Regions from separate parts of the Mus musculus genome. Here regions 1, 2, 3, 4, 6 and 7 are each linked to region 5. Evidence: chromatin contacts called from public ChIA-PET, Hi-C, HiChIP or PLAC-seq and promoter capture Hi-C data. All regions are on one chromosome and are shown on one strand. Each heading gives the region's core, a stretch centred on a gene start, on an enhancer-like site or on the middle of the called end of the contact. The rest is flanking DNA. Distances are from core to core; before and after follow the strand shown. Region 1 holds the start of Slc16a1 (solute carrier family 16 (monocarboxylic acid transporters), member 1). Region 2 holds the start of Rhoc (ras homolog family member C). Region 3 holds the start of Trim33 (tripartite motif-containing 33). Region 4 has its middle 41 kb from the start of Gm25869. Region 5 holds the start of Phtf1os (putative homeodomain transcription factor 1, opposite strand). Region 6 holds the start of Bcas2 (breast carcinoma amplified sequence 2). Region 7 holds the start of Wnt2b (wingless-type MMTV integration site family, member 2B).

The links. Promoter capture Hi-C pulls out the DNA fragments that hold promoters and counts their contacts. A called contact is a pair of places that touch in the nucleus more often than the background predicts. ChIA-PET counts read pairs in DNA pulled down with a chosen protein or histone mark. HiChIP or PLAC-seq counts read pairs in DNA pulled down with a chosen protein or histone mark.
Region 1: a contact with region 5 is called in a Hi-C map of B cells, with 15 read pairs. The contact joins the promoter of Slc16a1 here to the promoter of Phtf1os in region 5. A contact is called at or near these places in 8 of 39 promoter capture datasets (cranial neural crest, embryonic stem cells, hematopoietic stem and progenitor cells and 4 more), 1 of 484 Hi-C or Micro-C datasets (B cells), 7 of 115 datasets of contacts at active chromatin or transcription factors (the 230-238 cell line, the NIH/3T3 cell line, astrocytes and 4 more) and 2 of 9 other capture datasets (adipose tissue and liver).
Region 2: an RNA polymerase II ChIA-PET map of memory CD8 T cells shows a contact between it and region 5, with 16 read pairs. The contact joins the promoter of Rhoc here to the promoter of Phtf1os in region 5. A contact is called at or near these places in 6 of 39 promoter capture datasets (cranial neural crest, hippocampal neurons, liver and 2 more), 4 of 115 datasets of contacts at active chromatin or transcription factors (astrocytes, forebrain, memory CD8 T cells and 1 more) and 2 of 9 other capture datasets (adipose tissue and liver).
Region 3: a promoter capture Hi-C map of liver shows a contact between it and region 5, with 4 times the contacts expected there. The contact joins the promoter of Trim33 here to the promoter of Phtf1os in region 5. A contact is called at or near these places in 2 of 39 promoter capture datasets (liver and pre-B cells) and 1 of 115 datasets of contacts at active chromatin or transcription factors (memory CD8 T cells).
Region 4: an RNA polymerase II ChIA-PET map of memory CD8 T cells shows a contact between it and region 5, with 120 read pairs. The contact joins the enhancer-like site here to the promoter of Phtf1os in region 5. A contact is called at or near these places in 2 of 39 promoter capture datasets (3T3-L1-derived adipocytes and liver), 5 of 115 datasets of contacts at active chromatin or transcription factors (the SCID.adh cell line, T-cell acute lymphoblastic leukemia, double positive thymocytes and 2 more) and 1 of 9 other capture datasets (adipose tissue).
Region 6: a contact with region 5 is called in an RNA polymerase II ChIA-PET map of memory CD8 T cells, with 10 read pairs. The contact joins the promoter of Bcas2 here to the promoter of Phtf1os in region 5. A contact is called at or near these places in 2 of 39 promoter capture datasets (erythroid cells and liver) and 1 of 115 datasets of contacts at active chromatin or transcription factors (memory CD8 T cells).
Region 7: a FOXA1 HiChIP or PLAC-seq map of pancreatic cancer cells shows a contact between it and region 5. The contact joins the promoter of Wnt2b here to the promoter of Phtf1os in region 5. A contact is called at or near these places in 1 of 39 promoter capture datasets (cranial neural crest) and 1 of 115 datasets of contacts at active chromatin or transcription factors (pancreatic cancer cells).

What each region holds. Positions count from the first base shown.
Region 1 is chr3:104,636,474-104,640,414 of GRCm38.p6, forward strand. Slc16a1 (solute carrier family 16 (monocarboxylic acid transporters), member 1) reads left to right here and starts at 2,191. Exons shown (of 5, transcript NM_009196.4): 1 at 2,191-2,355.
Region 2 is chr3:104,786,496-104,790,362 of GRCm38.p6, forward strand. It overlaps Rhoc (ras homolog family member C), which reads left to right and starts at 2,539. Exons shown (of 5, transcript NM_007484.2): 1 at 2,539-2,588.
Region 3 is chr3:103,277,253-103,281,108 of GRCm38.p6, forward strand. Trim33 (tripartite motif-containing 33) reads left to right here and starts at 2,041. Exons shown (of 20, transcript NM_053170.3): 1 at 2,041-3,194. The coding sequence starts at 2,627.
Region 4 is chr3:103,384,761-103,388,491 of GRCm38.p6, forward strand. No RefSeq gene overlaps it. Among named protein-coding and RNA genes, the nearest start is that of Gm25869, 41 kb to the right of the region's middle. Within about 2 kb of position 1,336, at least 61 of the 459 cell types and tissues checked have an H3K27ac peak or open chromatin away from gene starts, as enhancers often do. A contact at or near this core is called in the SCID.adh cell line, T-cell acute lymphoblastic leukemia, double positive thymocytes and 1 more, where this site is marked.
Region 5 is chr3:103,966,626-103,970,724 of GRCm38.p6, forward strand. Phtf1os (putative homeodomain transcription factor 1, opposite strand) reads right to left here and starts at 1,691. Exons shown (of 1, transcript NR_030676.1): 1 at 1-1,691. It overlaps Phtf1 (putative homeodomain transcription factor 1), which reads left to right and starts at 1,633. Exons shown (of 19, transcript NM_013629.2): 1 at 1,633-2,162; 2 at 2,430-2,505; 3 at 3,129-3,185. The coding sequence starts at 2,461. It overlaps Rsbn1 (rosbin, round spermatid basic protein 1), which reads left to right. Exons shown (of 8, transcript NM_001356556.1): 8 at 1-11.
Region 6 is chr3:103,170,317-103,173,945 of GRCm38.p6, forward strand. Bcas2 (breast carcinoma amplified sequence 2) reads left to right here and starts at 1,339. Exons shown (of 7, transcript NM_026602.4): 1 at 1,339-1,549; 2 at 1,632-1,724; 3 at 2,959-3,029. The coding sequence starts at 1,457.
Region 7 is chr3:104,959,694-104,963,300 of GRCm38.p6, forward strand. It overlaps Wnt2b (wingless-type MMTV integration site family, member 2B), which reads right to left and starts at 2,016. Exons shown (of 5, transcript NM_009520.3): 1 at 1,604-2,016. The coding sequence starts at 1,779.

The sequences.
Region 1 (3,941 bases), core at 941-3,440, 670 kb after region 5:
GCTCATTCCTGCCATCTTAGTGTGGGGAGGGAGAGAGTGTCACAAGTTTATGAGCATTTCACATACACAGACAGGTAAGGTTTTGAGGTCAACAAACAAAACCATCCAGAAACTTCCCACCTCTCTAGTTCACCTTTTCAAACCATCTCCCTGAACAGTTACCACAATAACACTTCGAGTACCCCCACTTCCGTTTTTTGTGGTGCTGAAGGTCTAAACAGGGGCCAGACTCCTGCAAGCTAAATGTTGTACCACTGAATGTCTTATCCTAACAACCCTAAACCACTACTGTTTTAAGTTCCAACCACCCTAAAGACCTGAAGAGCTTTTCCCTTCTATGTATTTATCAGATGTAAAAGACAAAATATTGCTCATAAGCAGCACTTGGTGGATTTCAAACTGGATCCTACTAAGAGTTCCTAGTATGAACTCTTCATACTGAAAGGAGGCAGAGGGGAGCTGAAGGCACACAGGGCCTCTTTGGTTTTTTGTTTTGTTTTTCGAGACAGGGTTTCTCTGTATAGCCCTGGCTGTCCTGGAACTCACTTTGCAGACCAGGCTGGCCTCGAACTCAGAAATCTGCCTGCCTCTGCCTCCTGAGTGCTGGGGCACACAGGGCCTCTTTTCAATCTCTGGTTCTTCATCCACAAAACTAAGTAGAGGGCCTATTTCGGAGGATTAGGAAAACCAGTGTAGGTAGGGAGAGGTCGAAGAGCAAATGGCGGGGAGGGCAGGATCTTGGTATGCAGTAAGAGCCTTGGAAGCCAGAAGGCCTGACTTTAAAAAATATTCTCACTGGGTGTGATGGAGCACATGCCTTTAATAGCAGCACTGAAGCAAAACCAGGCGGATCTCTTGAGTTTGAGGCCAGTCTAATCAACGTTACAAGTTTCAGGCCAGCCAAGAGAATACATAATAAGGCCATGTCTCAAAACACAAAATTAAACAAATAATCTTAGCGGTAGGGAGACAGAGGCGGGTTGATTTTTTTTTTTTTTTCATGTTTGCTCTCTTAGTTCGAAGCCAGCCTGATCTACATGATGAGTTCCAGGCCAGGTGGAGCTATACACACACACGAGGCTATCTCAAAAAAAAAAAAAAAAAAAAAAAAAAAAAACAAGAAATCAAAAACAACCAACCAAATACCCATCTCGTAATAATAAAAATATCAAGGGTCCTGGCCATCAAGAGTACTCACTAGTTTACCACTTCAAGACACTTTGGAATCTGGGCTTGGTGAAGAACCGAAAATGGCTCTTGTGACACCAGGCTCTGTGGCTTTGACTTTAAATGTTGGCGACTTCCTAGCCTGGTGACTTCTGCCAGTTAACCTCGTGAAGCCCGGGGTTCCTTAGTTACAAGATCTTCTTGGCACCTAATACGGTTGTGAAGATCATACAAGATAATTCTGGTACAGTGCTTACTTAGCATGCAACTGTCCTAATCCCACTAGCCATAATCCCGACCCGTCCCCCAAATCCAGTGTTCATAAACTTCTGGCCTAAGAGCATGCTCATATCAGCGTTTCCAACGTACACACTCTCTGCCCCGGGGCCAGTTTCTCCTGACCGGCTTGTCCTTAAACTAAGCGTTCATCAAATGCCACAGGTCAGGCTCTGTGACGAGATACTTGCGTAAAATCGCACATTAAACTTCCTAACGCCTCCATAGTGGCTGATGTAGCGCAAGGAAACAGGCCCGGAGGGTTCCAGCAACTTCCCAGGGTCCCCGAGCCCGGGTTCCAGGCCCACATCGGAGTCTACCAGTGTCCGTCCATTCAAAATGCTGTTCAGTCCCCGGACTCCGACGGTCCATCGCCTTCGCCCTCTGCACCTCAGGGTCCGCCCTCAGGGCAGTTTTTTTTTCCCCTTTTCTCCTCCAGAGCCTGAGGGGTGAGGCCCACGATGGCGTCCCCGGCACGCGCCAAAAGAAGCTACCCCCTCAGAGCGCTGATAAGGATGTGCGGGGTCTCCGGGCCGCGGCGCCGGGTCACGTGGCGGGAAGGGGGGCGCCGGCGCGCGCGCCCGAGCGAGCGAGCGGGCACGCGCAGCCCGCAGCGTGTGGAGGCGCGAGATGCCGAGCTGGGAGTATGTATGGCAGGGAGGGGGCGGCGGCCGGGAAGGCCGACTCCACCCCCTGTGCGCATGCTCCGGCCCCCGCGGGTTATAAGGCAGCCGCGCCTGCCCCGCCAGACAAAGTGGCGAGCTGCGACGTGACTGGTCGGTCGTGTAGGTGCAGCAGCCAAGGAGCCCGGCGGCGGGCAGGGGACACGAGCGGGACCCCCCCGGCTCCGAGGAACTGCGGCCCGCGCCGCCGCGTCACGCATACTCCGGGCGCCGCGAGACACACATAACGGTTAGTCCGGGCTGAGCGGGCAGCGCGCGGCACGGAATCCGCGGTGCCCTTGGTGCCCCGGTGGGGTCGCGGAGCCCCGCGGGCACGCGGGGACTTTCCTCCCTGGGGCAAGGGTCGGGGCGAGCGACGCGGCATCCTGGGCGCGCGGAGCCGCGTGGCCCGGAACGTGGCGTGGGTGAAGGGGACCTTGAGGCGCTGGGCACAGCGTCTCTCCCGGCCGAGCTGCGGGCCCGTGGTCAGGTGGCGGCCGCCGGGCTGCGGGAGTCGGGTCATGGTGCCCGGTGACCTTGGGGGAGACGCTTCCAGCGCTGCCTACTCTAGGCGCCTGGAGAGATGCTTAGGTCGGGAAGAGGGACGACCTGAGGCCGCTTCACGTGGTGCACTCCTGCCGCCTTCTGCTGGGGCGGGAGTTACTTAGGACTCGTGGCATACCCGCCCAGCCTCCCCGGTCTGCCAATCGGTGTCCCACCAGGTGACTTGCTAGAGTGGTGTGAGGAATGTGAGGAGCTGCATTGCGGACCGCCGGTACAAGACTACGGGGTTCGAGTGAACTTTGAGGAAGGGGCTCTTTATGGTCCAACCTGTGGCTTCGGCGCGTCTGCCGCGGGCACGGGGTCCCAAGGCATCCCTGTGGAGCAGATTTAAACGTCCTTATATTTGGTCAGAGCACACTTTCTGGGCCAAGTACATCCCTTTGCCGAGTACATTTTAGCTTTTCTTTATGATGGCGTTTTTGGTGCAACCAGCAGTTACGAAAACTAGCGTCTGATCACTCAACCAGGAAACGCACGTGTTACTACTTCAGTCTTTTCCCGTTTTCCAGTGGCTCATTATAAACTGGCGGGCTACTGCTAGTAGTTACACAGTGACAAACTACTTTTGTTTTTTTTTACCCATAACTAATTTTGAAATCTTAAGGCGTCATTCCGCTTAGGCTCGGGGTGTGTTGCTCAGTGGCATGAGTACCTACCTGCCTGGCCTACCATGCCTGAGGCTCCAAAGTTTGATCGTCGGCATTGAAAAAAAATTACTTTGGTTTTAAATGAGTATATGCTGATGTGTGAGATTAGTAATTGTACGAGAGTTTGGGAAAGGGTGGATGGGAATTAAATCAAGCAGGGTGGGTTTTTGTTCTCGTGTTTTGCTTGTTTTTCTCAGCTGAATAAGAGACTCTTGAATTTATTTATTCATCATTCATTTATTTTAATTAAGTGGTAAATGGTGCTTCTAAGTCCAAGTCTTCGGGGATGTGTATGTGTGTGTGTGTGTGTGTGTGTGTGAGAGAGAGAGAGAGAGAGAGAGAGAGAGAGAGAGAGAGGAAAAAAGGAGAAGGAAGTGGTCAGTCCATCGCCTTAACCTTTCGGAAATTAAATCCAAGGTGTACAGGCAGGAGGTATAGGCTTTACATAGTGAGACCCTTCTCAAAAAAAAAAAAAAAAAAGTAAAAATGACTAAATTTTACAACTTTGCTTTCCAAGTATCATAAGAAATGACCAATAATTCAAGACTTTAGATGGGGGGGGGGGGTCGACACAGAGCTTCTCTGTGTATCCCTGGCTGTCCTGGAACTCTGTTGACCAGGTTGG
Region 2 (3,867 bases), core at 1,289-3,788, 820 kb after region 5:
AGGTTGGATCATCTAGGTTTGTGTGAGGACACTTACTGCTATTTACACAATGATGAAATTCCCTAGCAACAATCCTTATAACATCTCTATTAAGGAATGGATGTGTGACTATACTGTTTGTTGATCAGTTAAAGCTCTTTCATACTTACCTTTATTTCTTTTCTGCCTTCCTCATCACCACATTAGCACTTTATTACACCAACTTCCTAACTTCAGTGACTCATTGTTATGCCCAGAAGAGAACTAAGGTTAAAGTCCTGAGCATGGCATCTCAGAACCTTCATAATGTGATTCCAGCTACTGTTTCACTATCTTTACCACCCTCCTGCCTCCAAACTCTGGCTTGTCATAGCTCCAACTTAGTTTATATCCCACACTACCTTTTCTTGACTATTTCATCTGCTCTCCAGGACTGAGTACCCTACAGCCCCTAGATGCTGCCAAGGCAATTACCTCCAGGATTATAACTGTCTGTAGGAGGAGCCAATGGGAAGTAGCCATTAAGAGCAGGGGACTCTTTATTTTTTTTTTTTAATTTATTTTTAGTTTCATGTGCATTGGTGTTTGGCCTGCGCATGTGTCTGTATGAGGGTGTTGGAACTGAAACTCCCTGGAACTGGAGTTATAGACAGTTGTGTGCTGCCATGTGGGTGCTGGGAATTGAACCAAGGTCCTCTAGAAGAGCAGCCAGTGCTTTTAACCATGAGCAATCTCTCCAGCCCCAAGAGCAGGGACTTGTAAGTCTGAGTGTTTTGACCCCCAAACACTAACTTCTTTGAGCCTCCACGCCTCATTAAACTGTAGATAACAATAATGCCTCGTAAGAACTAAACATGGTATGGGTGGGGAAGGACAAGGTTCACATAATAAAGCTTCAAGAACTGTTAGCTATGTTCGACTGTCTGTTCTTCATTTAGACTGTAAGTTTGTTTGCTTATTTTTATCTATGTTTTGTTCAAGATAGGGTTTCTTTGTGTAGCCTTGGCTGTCCTAGAATTAGCTAAGTAGTTTTGGGACACTAGGGTGGCCTCAAACTCATAGAGATCCTCCTGCTTTGGTCTCTCAAGAGCTGGGATTAAAGGCATGCACCACCACTGCTGGGCTAGACTATACGTTATCTGAAGGCAGAGTTTCATGGTTAGTACATAGTTTTCAGTTCACATTCAACCAATGTTTACTGAATGAATTCAGAGGCCTGGTGGACAAAACACCCTTCACCTCAGTTATATGATTTATCAAATGTATGGTCCATGCTTCCAATCCTGAGTGAGTGTCTACGTATGTTGTCTGCCTGGATTTGAGACAGCTTCACTCCACAGCCTATGTTGGCCTGGAATTTGTGGTAACTCTGCCCCCTCGGGAGTGCTGAGATGACAGGCATGAACCACCCGGCCAGCTGCACCTGCAGTAGACTCCATATGACATACATTTATTCTGGGAAATACTTGTTGAAACCTATGACGAGCAGAGTTTGGTTGAATGGTACAGAGGGCAGGTAGGAGGGGGAGCATGGCAGGCAGCAGGCAGCCAGCACCTGCCTGGGTGCCTCACAGGCCTGCTTGTAAATTTGACTGATTTAGTTTTTGTAGCCCAGGATGGCCTGGAATTAACTCATAGAGATCCATCTGCCTTTGCTTCTTGTGTGTCATCGTGGCTCACCTCACTGGAAATTCCTGCTGTCACAAATAGTGAGAAACCACTTCTCTGGGCTTCATTTTCTTTACAGGCAAAAGGGAACGGGTATGGGTGAACTTATTCCAGAGTTAGAGACCTGTGTGTTTAAAGTATCCAGCACTAGTAAATAAAGCATTGGTAGATTTCCTTATACACCCATTTCTTTGGCTCTTTATAAGGAAGGAGATACAGGATCAGGTAAGTAACACCTCAGATTGGGATCAACAGCACAACAATACAATAGGAGTGTGAGGTCAGTTTCCAGCTGAGGACACGGCAGCACTTCCAGGAGTGTGCTCTTAACAGGACGTCGGGAAATTCCCAGCGAAGGAAGGAAGGGACTTTTAAGGCGATGGTGGCTGGGGACTGCAGATCACAAAAGGTCTCCAGGGCTCTGGATAGCGTCACGTTGCACTTACTGCAGTGATTCCTGGATAAGAGAGTGGGCAGCTTCTGTATAACCCATCCCCTCGGTCACGGGTAGGGTGTAGGAAATACTGGAGCTTCGAGGTCTGGATGGCCACGCGAGGGCAGCAGTGGCCCTCGCTGACCCCACCCTGGAAGCCGCTCAACTTTCCCGAAGCTGGTCCGCCCCCCACGGGTTGGAAGTGGGGCAGAGGCCGAGTTATCCGGGGTCCCACCCGCCCGCTCACCACCCAGCAATCCAGACATCTCCGGGCACAGTTCCTCCAGCTCCAGCCAGCCCTACGCCCCTTGCCGGGTCCTCAGCCGGGGTGACCTGCGGCCGCCCGGGGCCGGGAGCGGAGGCGGGCCAAGCTAAGGGCCGCCCCCGTCGACCCCCCCCCCCTTCCCTTGATGGACCCGCCCCAGAGCGGTGCTGGAGAGTGGGGCGGGGCCCGGGTCAGTCTCAGCCTCCGGCACTGGCCGCGCAGCTGGAGGCGGTGGAGCCCAAGGTACCGGGGCCCCAGCTGGTGGGTGGCGAGGCGTCGTGGGAACTGACCTCGGAGGAGAGCACTTTCCCGATTCCCGGATCGCTCCGGGAGCGGCTTGGGGGGCGGGGGGTGTTCCGGGCCAGGCAAGAGAGAGCGCCCCAAGCTGTGGGCCAGGCGCTCTAGCCTTCCAAGCTCTCGAACCAGAGCCCAGAGTCCTTCCCTTTCTGAGTCTTTCCTTTCTGGACCTCCCTAGCTGGGCCAGGGACACACTTAGATCTCCGTGAGCGACTCAACCCAGACGCTCCAGTTCCGGGCAGGGAGTAAGAAACAGGGCCTCAGGCTGGCTAGGGGTGGGAGTTCTGGCCTGGGATGGGGAATGGCGGGAATAGGGATGGGATGTGACCACTGGAGGCTGCTACTGCTTGGCGGGTCTGGACGCCGCCCTAGACGGGTTTTGGAGCTGATCTGAGCTGAGAGGTTGAGAAGACTAGGAAAGATCCCGCTCCTGTGTTGTGTATATGTGTCTGAGAGTGAAGGGGGGTGGGGAAGAACAAAACACCCCAATCCCCAACTCTTCCTCGTACCCTCTTGGGAAGTTAGGGAGTGTTAGGGAATTGGGCTGAAAGCTGGAGTCCAGCTCTTCCTTGACTTCTGGCTTTAAAGTTAAGGAAAAGGTGTTGCCCGAAGAGTGATTCCTCGCCTAGATCTCGGGGGGAGCAGAGTACAAAGGCCTGTTGGATCACCTGGGAAATCAAGAGAATAAGGAAGGCTAGTGGCTTGTCCTAGGGAAGGTCCCAGAAGTTCCAGACCCCTCTCCCGGCCCTGGGTGAAGTTTTCGTTGTCTCTCTTAGGGTTAGTGGGGCAGTTCCGCTGGAGCCGCCTTTCACAGGGAGTGTTAGCCAGGCCATCCATGCCATGTTGGCCTTCGGCCTAATGTCCCGGCTTGGCCTGAGTCCCCAATTATTCTGGCCTAAGCAGAGCCTAGATGCAAAGTCTTCGGAGCTGGAGGCTCTAACACAGCCACGAAGTTCCGGCCTCTGCCTCCCACCATCAGATGCTCAGCCGCCTTGCTGCTGTGGGACAGCCGGGGCTCACGCATGGGGATGTGACTAGTGTTTAAGTGTCCTAGGGATCACGCTCCATCCACACTGCCCACCCTGGCTTGGGGCTGTCCCCGCCAGCCTGTGTACAGCTAGACTGGTTGAATTAATGGGAGTAGGTGGGGAAGTTGGAGGAAATCCTGTGGGTTACCTGGATATACCTCTCAGACCTCATTTTTGAAGGAGATATGCAGCATAGC
Region 3 (3,856 bases), core at 791-3,290, 690 kb before region 5:
TAATGATTATTTAATAGCCTAAGATATTGAATTTGTATTATCAAAAACCTTTACAATGGCCGTACTATGTGGATCAGCAATTCCATTTTTAAAAATACTCCGAACAGAGACATGTAAAGGATGGCCATAATGCTAATCATAGTATTTTAATAAAATATTACAAACTACCTTATTGTTTAGCAATAGATAGCCAATGCATTATAATATATTTATATAATATTAAAAATCTACTTATTATTTAAGCTAGTATATATTTTATTAATTGCAAAAGTTAGGGATGCCGGGCATGGTGGCGCACGCCTTTAATCCCAGCACTTGGGAAGCAGAGGCAGGCAGATTTCTGAGTTTGAGGCCAACCTGGTCTACAGAGTGAGTTCCAGGACAGCCAGGGCTACAGAGAAAACCTGTCTTGAAAAACCAAAGCCAAAAACAAAACCAAAACAACAACAACAGCAACAACAAAAAGTTAGGGATATGTCTGAAAGCACTTTGTAAATTGGAAATTTCTGCTTATGTACTGTTGTATTTATTACTGGAATACCAATGTCCTCCTCCGTGGTCCTGGAAATACAGAAAAGCTGGTAGATAATGATTAGATGCAGAAATCCTGTTCTCTTTGATACTTGTGGTTTTTGAACTTAGTGACAAAGCATATGGAAGTTAATGTGTTCTTTGCATACCTTTGCACACCTCAGTGACATACTTCCTCCTGATACTTTCAAGCCGTTCTGCTCCCAGGTGACCAACCATTTAAATAAATGAAACTATGGAGGCCATTCTTTGTTTTTGTTTTTTCTTTTGGTTATTTTGAGACAGGGTTTCTCTGTGTAGTCCTGGCTGTCCTGGAACTCACTTTGTAGACCAGGCTGGCCTCGAACTCAGAAATCCACCTGCCTCTGCCTCCTGAGTGCTGGGATTAAAGGCGTGGGCCACCAGGCCTGGCCACATGGAGGCCATTTTTATTCAAACGACCACAAGTGTTATCTCCTATTTTTCCTTTCCTTGTTGAAGCCATTCCTCTCACACTAATTCCAGGGTCTCTGTTTGCCTTAGGCCCTTTGTTTTTTGCCACCTGCTCCTGTCTGGAATACTCTTGTGCAAGCCAGGTTTCTTCACCTTATCAGCAGAGCCCTTGCTCAATCAGCACAAATCCTTTACACTCGCCTTATTTTTACTCCAAAGCATTTATCATTTCCCCCGACATACTCTCCATGTTCATCCTCTAAACTGTCAACTTCTTGAAGGCAGAGAGTTTCTTTGTTCTCCTGCAGGAACCCCAACGTTTCTATCTTAACACGAAAGTCAGAAGAGATTTTGAAGGAATTGATGAAAAACGCTTTTCTGTGAATTTAAAAACTCACCCAAATAAATTTCCTGTATAACTACGGTCTAGGACGGGCTTGTGAGACTCACATTAAAACAGCTGTTGCACTTACATCATTTCCCCTCCCCCATTTCTTTTTGGAGGCAAGGTCTCCCTATGAAGCCTGATGCTTAAGCTGGCCAGGAACTCAGCAGTCTCCCTGCAGGTGACTACAGGTGGGCACTATATCAAGTTACACTTGTTCTGGCAGCACTGGCTAAATGAAGGTCTGATGGCAGCCTGAGGCGGAGAGGCCCGATACCAACAAAACAAAACCCTTTCATAAAGCTTCTAAGATTGAGGTGGTGAGGACAGTCAGCTGGCCCACCCGGGGACGCCGAGTGAGATTCTCGGGATATAATATTGGTTAGAAACATGGTCTCCCAAACTGGCACATCAGCCGCAGGGACTTTTCAACATTCATCTGGTTTTCAACTTCCTGATTCTGTTTTGGGGTGTGGCCCTGGCATCTCTGTTTAGAAAAAAGCTCATTTGATTGGCTTTCAGGTATGTAGCAACGTTGGAGAATCACCTTAAGAAGCTAAAAATAGCTATTAGAAGACTTCTGTCTCACCGCAGGAGCCTATATCTGGAGACTTTTGGGGTGTGTGTGTACGTGGTGGGGGGAACTCTGCGCAGCCGCTCTCGGGTGTCACAGCCCTCTAGAGAACGCGGTCCAGCAACACCCAGCGAAGACCCAGGTGGTCCGCACCTCCTCGGTAGGAGGCCTCCGCGACCAAGCGCGCGACAGGTGAAGCTTCCGCGGTGGCGCGCCCGTCGCTGGGGATGGCGTCGCCGTGGAGACGCTCGCTCGGGGGCGAACGCAAGCCGGCCTCCTACTCCTGCATGTTTTCCCTCCCTTCTTCCCGCACCACCGCGGCTTCGGCGCTAGCAGCCACATCATAGAGACCCAGTTCCACCAGCTCCTACCGAGCTACACAACTCCAGCCGGGTGGCAACAGACCACACCGAGGCGCGGAGCTGCATCGCGGTCTGTCCCGCGAGCGCGCGCGGCCGGAGTTCCCGCCTCCCTCCGGAGGACGTCGGTGCGTACGTGCGCGTGCCCACCCCTCCCGCCCCGCGACGCGAGGGCGGGGGCGCCGCGTGCGCGCGCGCTCTCGTGCGTTCGCTCGCTCGCTCGCTCGCTACTTCGCTCGCTCTCGGCGGCCGCTCTTGCTGTGGCTGCGGCTGAGGCTGGGGGCGGCGGCGGCGGCGCGAGCGGCGGGCGGCGCGGGGCGGTCCGGCGGGTTCAAAGAGGAAAACATGGCGGAAAACAAAGGCGGCGGTGAGGCAGAGAGTGGCGGCGGGGGCAGCGGTAGCGCGCCGGTAACCGCCGGGGCCGCCGGGCCCACGGCGCAGGAGGCGGAGCCGCCTCTCGCCGCGGTGCTGGTGGAGGAGGAGGAGGAGGAAGGCGGCAGGGCTGGCGCGGAGGGCGGTGCGGCTGGGCCCGACGACGGGGGGGTGGCCGCGGCCTCCTCAAGCTCGGCCCCGGCCGCCTCGGTCCCCGCGGCCTCAGTGGGCTCCGCGGTCCCCGGAGGCGCGGCATCGACGCCGGCTCCAGCTGCTGCCCCAGCCCCGGCCCCGGCCCCGGCCCCGGCCCCGGCCCCCGCTCCCGCCCCGGCTCCTGGTTCCTCGTCGGGGCCACCTCTCGGACCACCAGCCTCGCTTCTGGACACCTGCGCGGTGTGTCAGCAGAGCTTGCAGAGCCGGCGCGAGGCGGAGCCCAAGCTGCTCCCCTGCCTGCACTCCTTCTGCCTGCGCTGTCTGCCGGAGCCGGAGCGCCAGCTCAGCGTGCCCATCCCTGGGGGCAGCAACGGTGACGTCCAGCAAGGTGAGCAGCAGGCCGCACCCGGGAGAATCTGGTGTGGCGGCTTGGGGTGCCGAGGGTGCTCGGACGGTGCAGTGCAGAGAGGTCTCCGAGACGAAAGCTACGGCCCCGGGGACGGTTACCAGAGAAGCTGCACCGCCGGAGATATGGGGAGAGAGAAGGGAGGGGTGCCGGCTGCGAGGGGCTGGGGGAGGGGATGCTGAGAGGGAGGTTTGAGGCGCTTCTGCAGAGGGTGGACTAAAGAGACAGAAAAGGGGTGTACCGAACCCTCCGTGAGAAGTGAGTTGGGGTGGGAAGGCCTGGTCCGACAGTGTTGATAGCTAGGGGTTGGAATGGATTGCTTATTGGCCTGTTCGGTTAAGAGAAAGAGCTACCGATTAAATGGTAATAAAAGACATTGGAGTCCTTGGGTTAGAAGAAGGCACTAGGGTGACATTGCGATGAGGAGCTTGGTAAGTGATATTAGTTGTGAGGGGCCTGCGTGGTTAAGGGGAAATCCTGGGATTTGAGGATGAAGAGAGGAACTTGGAAGGGAAGAGTGTCAGGGAGAGTTGGGCTTATGTTATTTCATTTGTTATGCATTAATAGCTCAAGTATTCAGGGCACTGTGCTAGAACTGAATAAAATGCTCAGTGAGGACTCCTTCAGTCCAGTAGTGGAACCCT
Region 4 (3,731 bases), core at 86-2,585, 580 kb before region 5:
TCAACCTCGAATCTCTACACAAACCTCCACACATGCACCCACACATGCAAATTTACACACATACAGGCAAAACATGCATATATACATATGCGCTCCACACACATATGAAAATAGAAAACAATAGAAGAATGAGAAGAAATGAAGTTGACTCAAAGACATTTCCCACGTCTGTGATCTCCACTCCCTGTCACTCTTTCTCCTTACAGCGCTCAGGGCATGTGTGAAAGGCACTGACCTACTTTGTGCCTTATTCACAAACAGAATAACTCCAGTTTCAGATAGTGAGCTTTGAACTGCGTTTCTTGGTATTCAAGTCTCTTCACTTCCTGTGTCTTCCATTGGCTGTTCCTCCCCCTGCCCCCACCAAGGCACACCCCCAGCTCCCACTACTCCCCTTTATAGATTCCCCCACCCCAGTCTCCTCCTTCCCAGGGGTTCTCTCTGCAGCTTACTTCATATCCACACAGGCACAACTTCAAACCGCATCTGTGCTGACTGCCCCAGTGGCGCTTCTTATCTAAGCAGCGGCAGCAGCAGGCTGGGTGACCAAGGCAGCAAAAAGAATTTAATGGAATGATATTAGGTCTGTCCAGAATTGGCAGGCAAGCTGGAGACCAGGCTAGGAGAATGCACAGGAGTGTGGGGGAAGCACAATGGTTAGACACTTCTCCAGGGACATACCACAAGGGCCAGCTGGTCAGGACCTGCTGGTCCCTCAATGAACACACTGCCTCCCATCTTGGGCCACACTAGAGTGGCTGGGTGGAACCTGAGCTGTCCCTATGTCTCTGTGTCACATCCTGAAATGCTATGGGTACAGAGTCGGGGGGAGAACGGGCCTTGGCGGAAGGAGGGGCTCTTCCTCTTGCCCTCCATCCTGTGGCAAATTCTTCATACACAGGAAGAAGGTTCAGGGGCTGACACCTACCACATCTAAGATGTTTACCAGTTGACCTACCCCACAGAGGCTGTCTCAACTCCATTTTAGGCAAAGAGACTGCCTGGTTCATAGTCCCAAGATTTGTCAGGCCAGGCTAGTATTGTCTTAGACTTAGGTCTTTTTGGTTCTGCTTGGTCCCAGCTGCCACCCATTGAGTCTGAACATAGATTTCTAAGCCTGAGGACTCTGGCCCTGGCTTAAAGACCTTTGTGCATCATGATCTGCTCCTCCTCCTACCCACCCACAATTTAATGGTGCTTATCTTGAGGGGTAGGTGGTGGGGAGGGAGTGGTGGGCAGAAGTCAGCACCTTAGCTCATTTTGGCCAGGGTGGGGTGGTGGCGATGGTGGTGGCTGTTGTTTTGCACAGAGACTTTGAAGAGGTTTGAGTCAGTCTATAGACATAGGACAACTCCCTGCTCTCAGACAGTCCTCCTACATAACATAACATAGCTAACATAACATACATAACAGCTAAGCGATTAGATGTACTTATCTAAGGCTGGAGGCTCCCCACTCCCTTCTATGGCATGTGCCTTACACACACACACACACACACACACACACACACACACACACACACACACACCACACCACACACTCTGGTCTAGGCAGAGAAAATACTGTCCTCAGAAGAGCTTCTCTCCCACCATCTTTGCAGTCTGGCTGGCTTTCTTCCAGAACCATCTTTCTTTAGCTTTTAGTTTATTTTATGTATGTGGGCGTTGCCTGCATGTGTGCCTATGTACCGTGTGTATACATGCAGTGACTTCGGAGGCCAGAAGAGGGCATCAGCTGCTAGAACTGGAGTTCTAGATGGTTGAGAGTCACCTAATATTCTAGGTTGACCTCACTTAAGACTCTGTCTCACTCAGCTTCCTGAGGGCTGGCATTGCAGGCACAAGCCTGGCTCAGACAGTCTTTTGATGGGCCTTTAACTTTTCTTGTAATAACAAGCTCAGAGTTCTGCTTCCCGGCCACATTGGTGTCTGACTGTCTTTAGAAACCTGTAAAGCAGTGAGTGACAGAGCAGAGACTGCGCTCTTTCACAAGGACGCATGCGCAGGGAGTGACCGAGAAGAGACTGAGTGCTCCCACAAGGACGCATGCGCAGGAAGTGACAGAACTTTAGTCAGAAGCGAACGCAGAGGACACAGGTGTTTCAACGTTCAGGAAGTTTGAGTCCTTCAGATCTTGTTAAGTGTCCTTACAGTAGACTCTGGAGTCACAGTCTTCCCTGAACCACGTGACCCACTATCACCGCAGCTGGAAGGCGGGGTGGGTATCAATTCAACAGGTGTTGAAGCCTGGCTGTGCTTGAAGAGGTTGGTTTTGCTCATTATTGGAAAATCTCCGGGTGGGAAAAGAGAGGCTTAAACTTCTCGTTTTTTCATCTATCCAGTCTTCGTAGGAGAAGTCACACTCACAACAGCTCCTGTGACTCCTGCTTTTCATTTTGCTCTGTGTGAGTAGCAATATGGCCTTCAACGTTTTGCCTGAATGAGGTTTTTTTATTCCAGGTGACTCTAAGTGATAATTTAATTTTAGCAATTTACCACCCAGGGCCAGCAGCTGCCAGATTCCTTGAATCTTAGCTGGATTTTACTGCCTTGTTCTCTAAAATCCAATCTTCCAGCCAGCCCTCCAATTCCCTGTAGCCCTTGTTGATTCTTTACTATTTGGGTCCTTGAGTACACACATCAGAGACCAGCCGTGGATGACTTAATTAGGGAAGGAGCTGTCTTAGGGAAGCCTTGGACAGTACATGGCGTCTACAGACCTAGCCAGCCAGGCTTCGAAAACGAACAGGAGCTGGGAGTGGTGGCACACTCAGGAGGCAGAGGCAGGCAATCTCTGAGTTTGGGGACATCCTGGATTACAGAGTGAGTTCCAGGACAGCCAGGGCTACAGAGGGAAACCCTGTCTAGAAAAACCAAAAACCAACCCCCCCCCCCGCCTGCCCCGCCAATCCAAACCCAACCCAAACCCAAAACCAACCAACCCCCCCCCCCCATAACAAAACAAAACAAAACAAAACAAACAAACAGCAACCAATGACACTTAGGACATTACAATTTTAGCTGGGTGATAGTTGTACCTGTCTTTAATTTCAGCATTTGGGAGGCAGAGCTAGGCAGATCTGAGTTTGAGGCCTGCCTGGTTCACAGAGCAGAGTTCCAGGACAGCCAGGATTATACAGAGAAACCCTGTTTTGAACCCACTCCCCCAAAAGGAAAATGGTTAAGAGCCAGGATAGTATTCCTGAGTGGTGCTTCTGCCATTTGTTGCTGAGGCCCCCATCATCACTGAAGCCACCTGATATTTTGTTTGTCACTTATTTTTCATTAATGTGCAAGTGTGGAGTAGAATTCAATGATGGGTCACACTTGGGTCAGGTGATCTATAACCCTAGATGTCCATTGGTGTGAATTTTTTGTTGTTGTTGTTTTGTTTTTCGAGACAGGGTTTCTCTGCATAGTCCTGGCTGTCCTGGAACTCACTCTGTAGACCAGGCTGACCTCGAACTCAGAAATCCACCTGCCTCTGCCTCCCAAGTGCTGGGATTAAAGGCGTGGGCCACCACTATCCAGCTGGAATTCTTGAGGCTGAAGTTCTAAGAAATGTTAGATCACCAGTTCCAAGGACTGAAGACAGACAGATAGACAGGCAGACAGATAGACAGACAGACAACATATTTTCCTCCTCTGTCCTCCAGTTCTACCTTTAGTGGATGATGTCATGATTAATCCTGGCTGTCAGCTTCTCTACATCTGGAATCAACTAAACCCAAG
Region 5 (4,099 bases), core at 441-2,940:
GTTTCAAAATGAATAGCACATGGGAGTTGTCATTGCTGGCACCCTGTTTGTCGAGTACTAGTCTTCTCCACACACACATGCATCCATCTACTCACCTTCTTTTTGCCATTTTAGTTTTAAGCTTTAGAAGAAAATCATGGACTTTTCTTTGCCAAAGAAAAAGTCAGAGATACCCAGACTGAGGTACAACTAGTTTTGAAGAAAAATGAAGCTTTTATTTGTGATAGTTGTCCTTATTGCTGCTTAAAATTGGTTACCTGCATTTAGAGCAGCCGTAGGCTTGTGACGATGCATGGCATAATAATGAAGATGCTTACTTTTCAGATGTGGATGGAGTATGGGAGACAAGAGAATCCCTTTCCTCATTAAGTTTTGTGTGAACTCTGTAGTTGAAGTGCCTGTCCTGACAGCATTTAGGTCTTAGAAGGGTCTCAGTATTTCATCAGTTCTCATAGATAGGAGGGGGTTAATTATCTCCACAACACTGGTGAGAAAACAGACTTGTTAAGTCAATTTCCTAAAATGACAGTTCATTACTGGGAGCTGGGGCCTGAATGTTTTTTGGGGGGTTCAAAGCTTGGCCTTACACAGCAGCATCCTAATAAAACACTGAAAATTTTTACCAGGGTTCCTGAAAAATAATTTGCAGCTGTACCACCAATTCTATTCCTCAAAGTACAGCCACAGCCCAGAAAACCTCTCGTGTGTTTGGCAATGAAGCCAAATGCTTTTGTTATTAGTGTTAAATTTAGGTCTTAACAGTAATTTTTTGAGGTCATTTACCAAAATGAGTTGGTTGTTGCCTTGAGCTCCACTGTCCAGCAGCACTGAAGGGGCTGTTAAGGCTCAACAGCTTTTTATTTAACCCTGAACAGTTAAGGGGTATACAGTGGGGATCACTGCCAATGGGTGAGGCAATTTTTAAAAATAATTCCTATGGGTGTTAACATTTTAGTCGTTTCACAGTATGGATAACTTTCATTTGATGCTGTTTTAATGGCTGGAGACTGCCTAAGTGGTAACTATTACCCATTTTTAGCCTTACATCAACTAAATGCTTAGTGCCTAGGGCAAGAAAGGACTTAGCTTTTAATAAGTTCAAGACAGTGGCCCCTGGAAACAAACCACTAAGGTGCACACAAATGTGTAGAGACAAGAACAGCTTAGAAACCCTGTGGGTATACATATTTATATTTACATTAGAGTGCAGTTGCCCTTTCTCTGGACCTCTCTTTAAATCACTATAAACAGCCATTTTCTCCGATTTGGGGGAAGTCCCAGTGCAGTCCGAGCCCTGTGCATCCCCTTAGTGTTGTGTGGGCAGCAGAAAGCCTTTGTCCCAGAGCTGCCGAGAGCCGAAGGAGGAACCACTGGGCCACAGGCAGCCTGTCCGCGTTCCAGGCCGCGCAAATTCACCAACATTTGTCCATCCAACAAGAACGGAGAACTCGAGCGAAGGCTCGTGCCCTGCACTAGTCTCGTCCCCCCAAAGGAGACAAGGACATGAAGTAAACACCACGCTAAATGCTACAGACCCGCACAGGAACCTCTGGAACATCGGGACCAGCCTCCCGGGGACCGACGGGTACTGGGAGGGTCGTTTCTGAGGTGACTTTCCGTTAAGCGTCGAGGGTTACACGCGAGGCGGCTGTCGGCTTCTTCCTCCGGGCAGCCAGAGCGGCGGGAAGGCGGCCGGGGGCGGAGCCGGAAGGCGGAAGCGGCCGATCGCATCGAGAGCTTGTGGAGCTGCGGCCCGTCCCTCACGGAGGACGCGCGCCGTTGCTCCGGCCCGGGGCCGTCTGCTGGCTTCCAGCCGGGCACCCAGCCCTTGCGGGTGCCGAGGTGGCTGGCGAAGGCACCCTTCCCGCTTCCTTCTGCTCATTCCCCAGTTGGCTCCTGGCTTCTCCCATGGCCTGTTCTGTGGCCGCCTAGGTCGGGCGTCTGTGGCTGCAGGCTGCGCTCCTCCCGGCGCAGGACGCTGGGCTGCCTCCGGGGCAGGGCTGGCCGCCGCGGTCTCCATGGTAACGGCCAGGCGGACGGCCGGGCCTCTGGGGGAAGATGCGGCCTGCCGGGCCCGCCGCCTCGCCCCCGGCCTCTCGGTCCGGCGGGGGTCACTGAGCAGCGGGGGCCCGGCCGGCAGCCTGCCTGGCAGCGGGCACCAGGTGAGCCGGCCGCGGGGAGGCAGAGGGCGCGGGAGGCCAGCTCGGGTACTTGCTGTCCCCGCATCCATTCTTGTGCTGGGTGGTGCAGAGGCTTCTCGGATGCTGTTTCGCCTATTTCCCCCTCCCCCCACCTCTTTCTGGCGAACACCCTGAGTAAGAGCAGCTAGCTAATGGAGAGACTGAGAGAAGCAGATTTTAAGCCATACCCCCAAACGGGACAATGACCTGAAACAACTGGACTTACCGAGATATTTCCTTCGTTTTCAGTGAGATCCCATTTCTCTGGCTGGAGACACAGATGGCCTCAAATGAGAGAGATGCTATATCATGGTATCAGAAGAAGGTAACAACAGTAGTTTTTGTTTGTAAACCATACTCCCTGCAAAAAACTCCCTTAAAGAATATTGTTAACTTTCCTTAAGTTTGGTAATATCACATGTTCTTATATAACATCTCAACATAATTATAAAAAATGATGTGCAAAGTCATTATAAACACAGTTTTAGGTTCTAGGAAGTGAGCTGTAAGTCACCTTTCTCAAGGCAGCATACACGAACTACTACAATGCTTTGCTTTTGCAAATTATCAGTCTTTTAATTTTTTTTTTTTTTTATAAAGACAAGAATGAAATCCTTATCTGCATGGCTCAGATTGTTACTATCGTCTGATTGAGCTGCTCCTTACCTTTTCTTCCTCTCTGATTCCCATTGATGCTTTCTTCAGGGAGTGGAATTTTAGGTGATCTTTAGTGTAAAATATTTGGAGGGTTGCTTTTTTCACTTTTTAGATTCAGCCTTTTTTTTTTTTTCTTTCTTTTTTTTTAAAACATCCCTGGGGAATATGAACTTAATATGTAAGAAACCCACTTTCCAGATACCATATTTAATAGATTCATGGCCTTGTGAGGTTTGACTTAGATACAAAGATTGCCTTTGCATCATTTAAATAGCCTGCTCCTTGTTTCAGATTGGAGCATATGATCAGCAGATATGGGAAAAGTCAATCGAACAGACTCAGATTAAGGTAAATTGATTTCTTTGATTCTAGCTTTGTTACTGCTTTAAAGAGAAGAGAGGATCACACTTGCATTTATCCACCAAGTATGCATTCTTTTACCCTCCGAGTCTTACAAGGAAGCCGGCAGCGCATGGGTAATGATAGAGGACAGTCGATATGTGGCCTCAGCAGCAAATGTCCCAGGGAAATTGAAGAGTGGCTTCTTATTTCTGGTCAGCTTTTTACCATATGACAGTTCAGATCCAGTTTGCTAGTCTTTTATTGGAGAGAGGCTGAAAATAAACACATTTAACAAAAGAAATATCCACATTTATAAGGGGGTAGTAATCTTCTTCCTCTCTTCTTCTTTTTCTTCTTTTTCTTCTCTGTCTTCTTTGTCCTCTTTCTCCTCCTCCTCATAATCATTATCAACACTATACTATGCAAGCCAAATAAAATTTATATTTGGCCTACATCTAGTCTTTGCCCCCCATAAATACATACATACACACACACACACACATATATGTATGTATATGTGTATATATACACACACAGACACATATGTATATAGTATATATGTTTAACTCCTGGTTTAGAGGCACGTCTTGGTCTTTTAGGTTACCTAAGGGTAAGTTCCCTTAGGATTGAGCACCACTTTCAGTTTCTTCATGTTCACCAAATAACTGAAAACTGCTGTGTAATTTGGAATGCCAGTTGGTTGATTTGTAATAGTAGAGGTGAAGATTAAGTTTTAGTATCTAAGTCATCATATGGGAAAGAGAAACACTGGTGTCTGTACAAATTAGTCATTGAATAGTTGCTGAGTTGCCTTGAGGAAAAGCCCAAAGAAAAGAACGTAAGTCTAGATTTAGGATCTCTTCCTTGGAAATCGTTTCTAAATGCCAGTACATTCTTGGATTAGGACTTTGAAAAGATTT
Region 6 (3,629 bases), core at 89-2,588, 800 kb before region 5:
AGGCAAAAATGATTGGGTTTTGTATAGGCCCTAAAGACAAAAAATAGCAAGATTTTCTCATTATTTTATCTGATCACAGCCTTCCCTCCCACCTATCCTCCTACTCCCTCTCTTCTCTCCTTTCCCCATCTTCTCCCTTTCTCCTCAGAGAAGGGGAGGCCTCCCGTGGATATCAGCCTTGGCATAGCAAGTTGCAGTAAGACTAGGCCTATCTTCTGTTGAGGCTAGACAAGGCTGCCCAGTTAGGGGAAGGGGGTCCAAAGGCAGAGTCAGAGACAGCCCCTGCTCCAGCTGTTAGGGGTCCCACAGAAGCTGCATATCTGTTACATGTGTGTAAGGATCCAGGACTGTCCATTGCAGCCTCTTTGGTTGGTGGATCAGTCTCTGTGAACCCCTGCGGGACCAGGTTAGTTGATTCTGTATGGCTTTTTTTGTGGTGTCCTTGACCCTTCTGGTTCCTTCATTCCTTCCTCCCCTTCTTCCACAAGATTCCCAGAGCTCTGCCTAATGTTTGGCTGTGGATCTTTCCATCTGTTTCCAGCAGCTGTTGGGCGAAGCCTCTCCTGTCTGGAAGTGTAGCAAAACATTAATAGTGTCAGGGGTGGGCTTGCTCTCATGGGATGAGTCTCAAGTTGGGCCTTGATCATCCCCTCAGTTTCTAGTCCATCTTTATCCCCACACATCTTGTAAGCAGGACAAATTTTGGTTTTGTGGGTAGATTGGTGTCCCCATCAATCCATTGGAAGTCTTGCCTGGTTCCAGGAGGTGGCCATTTCAGGTCCTATATCCCCTGTTGCTTCAAGTCTTATGGTCACCCTAGCATATTCCTGTGAGTTTCCCTTTTTCTGGGCTTCTAGCTCTCCCCTGAGTTGCCTCCACTCCAAGGCAGAGCTTCTAAAATGAGGCATTTTATAGTTATAATTACAGTCATGGAAGGGATGAGGTGTTTGCAGTGCTGCGGACTGACCTGGTTTTGCCATTGAGCCGCACCCCTCAGGTTGTTGGATCTAAAAATTTAATTGGAAAATAGGCGCACATTTCTAGTTTCTATAAAAGAACATTCTTAAGGGACCGGCTGCGAAATGAGGATAAAGCAAGGGAGCGCTAGAAGCCCAGCACTATGTGAGTCTAAACAATGGAAGGTTAAAGGATGTGGAAAATATATTTCTCCCCTCCAGCCAAGTCCAGCAACCACCTCTTCCGAAGTCTGCCCTACCCACTCCTTCAAAAAAAAAAAAAAAAAAAACGGCACCCATACAAAGAAAGGCACCCCGGCACGCCAGCACGTGATGCTTAGGCTTAGAGCCTAGTGGCTATAATTACCAACTGCGCGTGCGCCCGAATCGAAGCCCCAAAGGCAGCGGCGTGTGTGACGTCATTCCAGGCGCAGGCGCAGTGGAATTAGAACCGAGGCTGCGCAGACTCAGAAGGCGCTCTTGAAGCCTAGTGCCGCGCGATGGCGGGCACGGGCTTGGTAGCCGGAGAGGTGGTGGTAGATGCGCTACCATATTTTGACCAAGGCTATGAGGCACCCGGCGTGCGGGAAGCGGTGAGTGCGGGTCATGTGCGGCGGGTCCGCCGAAGGCACGCCGCCCTTTCCCGCCGCGACCCTGGCCTGTTCTCGTTCTTAGGCGGCGGCCCTGGTGGAGGAGGAGACGCGCAGATACCGACCTACCAAGAACTACCTGAGCTACCTGACGGCCCCGGATTATTCTGCCTTTGAAGTAAGTGTGCCTTTGAAGTAAGCCAGGAGGCTTGCGGACTTTGATACGGGAGTGAGGGCTTTAGCTGTGTAAAGTGAACTCCACCTTCCAAGTTAGCTGGTGCCTGCAGCTCGTACTGAGTGCCATGTAGGTGTGAGTCGGTTTGAAACCGCCAGATGCGCATGTCACGGGCTTCGTACTACAAGAACCTGCGAAATGCTCCATTAGTTTCTGCAGATTTGTTTAATAGTGTGCACCTCCGTGTGTGTGTGTGTGTGTGTGTAGAAGAGTCATGGTACATTTCACAAAAGGGCCCTTTATTCTCTAAGGTCCACTCAAGAACAGGTATCACTCACGAGATTTTAATATTTATAATCTTAAGTACCTGTACTCTTTGCCACCCCTGGAGGGAGATTCTTTTGTACCAAGTCTCAGATAGTTAACAGGTGTATGAATGCCTGAACAAGCATGTCTAACTGCATGCTGTTTTTAAGTGGTTATTCTACAAGTGCAACCAAAAAACACCACTTAGATGTTGTTAGAAGCACTTTCAGGCTGAAAGGAGACTGCTCCATGCGCAGGGATGTGTGATACTTCGGATCTAGATGCCAGGTTTTTAAACTGGGTTGTGACTCCTCAGTGGGGGTTTCATAACTGATGTGGGAGCTGCAAGAAATTTGGCAAGAGTAAAAAGTACTAACCCAGAAATTAATTGAAAACTCAAGTCCCAGATCTAAGCTCTGGTCCATGTTACATCATGTGACTTCACCATTTACACTGTACCCAAACAGTTTACACTGTGTCAGTTCGTCATGCAGCAGCGGAGACTTCCTGAAATGATTCAAGACTGTTGTGTGTTGTGAATTACAACGTGACGTGGGGCTGGGATTAAAGCTGTTTTCAGAGTTCCACAGCTGGCTGACTACAGGGCATTGAAAACTGCTGGTTTAGGGTTAATCCTTGAGAGGTGGACTCTTCTATGTCCACCTCCTTTCATGCCTGGGCAGAATATGGAATTAAAGAATATGCCTATTTCTTCAGATTCTAGATAGAATTAACCTCAACTGGGGGATGTGTCAGTGGCCCTGGGTTCAAATATTAGCATCCTTTTTTTTTTTTTTTTTTTTTTGAGTAGTGATTGAGAAGGGAAAAGATTCGCTATAATGTGTAGTACAAAGTATAAAATCTCAGTAAACTGCATTCATTATTTTCAGCATGATTCTGTTACTAATTCTTTGTGGTGTTTGTGCATCAGACAGACATAATGAGAAATGAATTTGAAAGACTCGCTGCTCGACAACCGATTGAATTACTCAGCATGAAACGGTAAGATGAGGTTGAGCTATGGTAACAGCTGCTTTGCCAGTGGTTGGAAGAGTGTTTGTGTTTGCTGCTGTGGGTAGGAAGTGAGAATAAAAAGAGAGTACCAGCCGGTCGTAGTGGCGCACGAGGCAGAGGCAGGCAGATTTCTGAGTTCGAGGCCAGCAAAGGTCTACAAAGTGAGTTCCAGGACAGCCAGGGCTACACAGAGAAACCCTGTCTTGGAAAAAAAAAACAAAAAAAAACAAAAAAAAAGATTTATTTATTGTTATACATAAGTACACTGTAGCTGTCTTCAGACACACCAGAAGAAGGTGTCAGATCTCTTTATGGATGGTTGTAAGCCACCATGTGGCTACTGGGAATTGAACTCAGGACCTCTGGAAAAGCAGTCACTGCTCTTAACTGCTAAGCCATCTCTCCAGCACTGCTTATCAGCTTTTTAAAAAGTTGCCTAAAGGGCTGCTGAGGTGGCTCATCGGTTAAGAGCACTGACTGCTCTTGCAGAGGTCCTGAGTTCAAATCCCAGCAGCCACATGGTGGCTCACAACCATCTGTAATGCAGATCCGATGCCCTCTTCTGGTGTGTGGAAAGACTGCGACAGT
Region 7 (3,607 bases), core at 766-3,265, 990 kb after region 5:
TGGAAGAGCAGTCAGTGCTCTTAATCACTGAGCCATCTCTCCAGCCCAGGGAGACTAAAACTGGTGAAAAGCAGTCAAGTGTTTTGAAAAGCCAGTTGCCGTGTGGGCCAGATTAAGGTGAGCGCTGGGTACTACATGCTTCCATGCTTTTTCACAGGGAACCTGAAGTCCCCAGCCAAACTGGGTCATAAAGATGGGGGTGGGGGGCACTCTAGTCACTGAAAGGCTCTTTTTCTCCATCTTCCTTCTTTCCCTTTCCCTTTCTAAAGGAATGTTTCAAGCCAGATGTAAGATATAGGCCTCTCTGCTTCCTCGTCCGAACCCGCCTTTTTGCCTTCTCCAACACTGCAGAGATAAAAAAGATCCAAAAGGAAGATTTTTCTCTAACAGGAAAACAGGGGTGGGGGTGGGGATGGAGAGAGCAGCATCTTGAAATGATAGGAATCTGCAGCCCAAGCTGCCTTGCCCCTCAGCCAGCTACCCCTCACCCCTCCAGCCCAGATTCCTAGTCCAGGGGAGAAAGCAGCTACAGGGTGCAAGAGAAGAGACCTCGCTCTGTGGGAGGTAGGGGTGGGGGTGAGGAGGGGGTGCTTGTTTCAGGGGAGGAGCAGAGCAAGCGGGGAAGGGAGACACTACATGTTAGAGAGGGCACTGGCCCAGCCCAAGAGGCCAGTTCGACTGGAGAGGTGAGGAGGAAGGATGAGCCATCCGAATCTTTTTGCAGTCCGATTCTACCCTCCTTGCCCTTCCTGGAAAGAGGATGCGTATCCAAAGGGGGATGAAGGAGTCCTGGGGCCGGGTCGGGAATTCTACAAAGAACACAGCAGGCATCCGGTGGATCCTGGACGCCTTTTGCCTCATCTGCCCTTTGGAAGTGTCTGAAGATTAAGGCCTGCAGGAAGAGATCTGAAGAGAGGGTCTCACAACTCTTGAGACTCTAGAAGCCCCTGGGGCTTGGGGAGGAAAGGCGGGAGGTTATGTTATCTGGGACAGGAAAGCAAAAGGGGGCATCGGTGTTCCAAATTACACCCTCAAAGCCAAGGCTGGTGACAAACGCCTGCGTTATGCAACCCCAAGGATTTAATTTGTTTCGGTTGTGGGCATTAGGGGAAGTTTGTGCCTCAATTTCACTTCTAAGCCTTTCCGTGGATGCTACTGGCTCGTTGTGTGGGCTAGACTAGCAGAGGGATGTGGGGGACAGCCAGCTGCCCCCCCTACTCGTGTCTCCAAGGGCTCTTAGGTGGTGTAAGGTTTTTTGAAGACCATGACCATGCCAAACAGACACTGCAGGATGTGGAGAGGCGACTAGTTCCCACCCTGAGAGAGAATCACCAAGTAGCTTCTGCGGTAGAGGTTTCAGTAGAAATACCAAGGGGCACAATGGGGCAGCCTAGGGGACTTCAACCATCAGCTCCCTCCTTCCAGATGCCCAGGGCTCTCCTCTCCAGCGCCTCATTTTCTCCAACTCCTCACTGGCCACTGGAAACTTCTGGGACTGTGTCCTTCCTCTAATTCCTCCTAGGCAATTCTGGTGCCTAAGCAGCCGATGCCCAGAGCAATGCACTCGTTCCAGTAAGCCTACCAACCCCAGAACCATACTTACCACCAGGACGTGTCTACACGGGCCGGCAGAGTCAGGAGTAGCAGCAGCAGCAGGCAGGCAAGACCCAGGCGGGCGGAAGATGGGGACACGTCGGGGGCCGTGGGTCTGGGCACGGGGACGCGGGCACGCCGAGGGGCGAGCTGCGCGGCTTCATCCTCACCCTGCAGCTTCAGCATAGCTCCCCGCAGACTCCCGCCCCGAAGCCCGCAGGGCCGTGGACGGGCACTGTCTGGGCTTCCTCAGGCGTCTCCTAGATCGCCCCACAGAGTGGCCATGGGGACCATGGGCGACCGAGGACCTCAAGGCACGTGGAGCCCGGGAGCCAGACGCAGGGTTCCCAAGAGCGTGCAGGGCCAGGAGACCGACGAGCGCTGAGCCGGGTGTGGGCGGTCGGGTGCGGTGTCAGTGGCTCCGGGGCGCGGAGTGCGGCGGGGGCCAGAGCGCGCCGACAGCCCCTGCGGCCGCAGCTCTCATTGGACGGGGCGGGGCGGGGCCGGGGACACGCGCGGCCTTCAGCGCGGCTCCGCCCGCGCCAGCCCGGGTGCTCCCCGGCGCCCTAGGTGTGGCGGCCGCCTCCTCCCCTCCGTTCTACGGGGCGCCACCGCGCCGCGTCCCCACCTGCTCTGGCCACCCGCGACGGGGCTCTTCCCTGCCTGCAGCCCCCTGTCCCTACCGACGCCACGCCACGCCACCGGGTCCTAGCGCCCTTCACTCAGCAACGCGGACCACTGCGTTTGATGGCAAGGAGCACACGGTGTGTGTGGCGAGGGAGAGACGTGGAGAGGGTTGCGGACACTTCCAGTTCTTTAAGTACAGAAGATGCACTTTCTCTTGGTCCTCCCATCCTTGCGCTTCTAGGAAACTGGTAGACACCCGGCCAGCAAGAGTTGCGGGATAGTGGGACTCCTTTGGCCACACTGCCCTCAGGGGTACCACCGTAGGCAACCGGCCTCGGGCGGCGGACCCTCTCAAGAAGGACTCAACGTTCCCTCCACCCCGCCCACCGCTTCTCCCACCCACTCTCGTCCCGCCCGTCGTTGAGAGTCTTGTCCACCTTGGTGCTTTCCCCAACTCAGGGCAGCGCAGCCACCCAAGAAACACACCTGCGGGCGGGACGCAGCCGCCTGCCGGTGCCCTGACGGCTGGCCAGGGCTCGGCAGAGCTCGGTCTCTCCCAGTATCTCCGTCCCCCACCCCCTCGGGCGGAGCTGCGACTGGGAAAGAATCAGAAACAGCTGGGCTGCTTTCCCGCACCAGAGGCCGGGGTGGGGGTCCTGCGGAGAGGGTGGAAGCCCTGGTGCCTTTTCTCCCCCCTCCCTTTCCACCCTTCTTCCTCTCCACTGGTCCCTCAGTCCCGCAGAGTCGGGGAGGTGGGGTAGGGTAGTTGGGAAGAGGGTTGAAAGGATACCTTGCTCCTTTTGTATGCCCCACCCCCGACCCCCAACGGGCTCTCACTTCCCTATGTGTGAAGTTGAAGCTCCATAGGGGCACAATGATCCTTACTGAAACACAAAAGTTCTTTAAAGCCCAGATGGAGCCTTTCAACTGGAGACTTCCTCTGAGGTCTGGCCTAACTCCTTCAGCCTCAGTTTCTCCTGCCCAGCCTCCCATTCCCAGGTTGTTTTTCATGCCTCTCCTCGTGATTTTATCTAAACTATATAGTTCTGATGTAAACATCACGCTGGCCACTGCCCACCCACCTTAACCCCAAACTCACTGTCAGTCCGTGTTTGGTGGGGGTGTTAGAGATGCCAGAGTGTGAAGGACAGGGTACAGCTGGCTGCAGACATCTCAGAGACAGAGAAGAGAGAACAATTCAGAGGGGCGTTCATCCTCTCTCCCCTCAACTCAGTCCTCTGCCTGCAGTTTCTGTGGTAAGAGGCAAAGTAGATGTGCCAATTCCACAAACATTATTTTCTTTCATCTGATAGAGTCGTGCTTGGCTCCAGGAAAACACACACACACACACACACACACACACACACACACACACACACACACACAC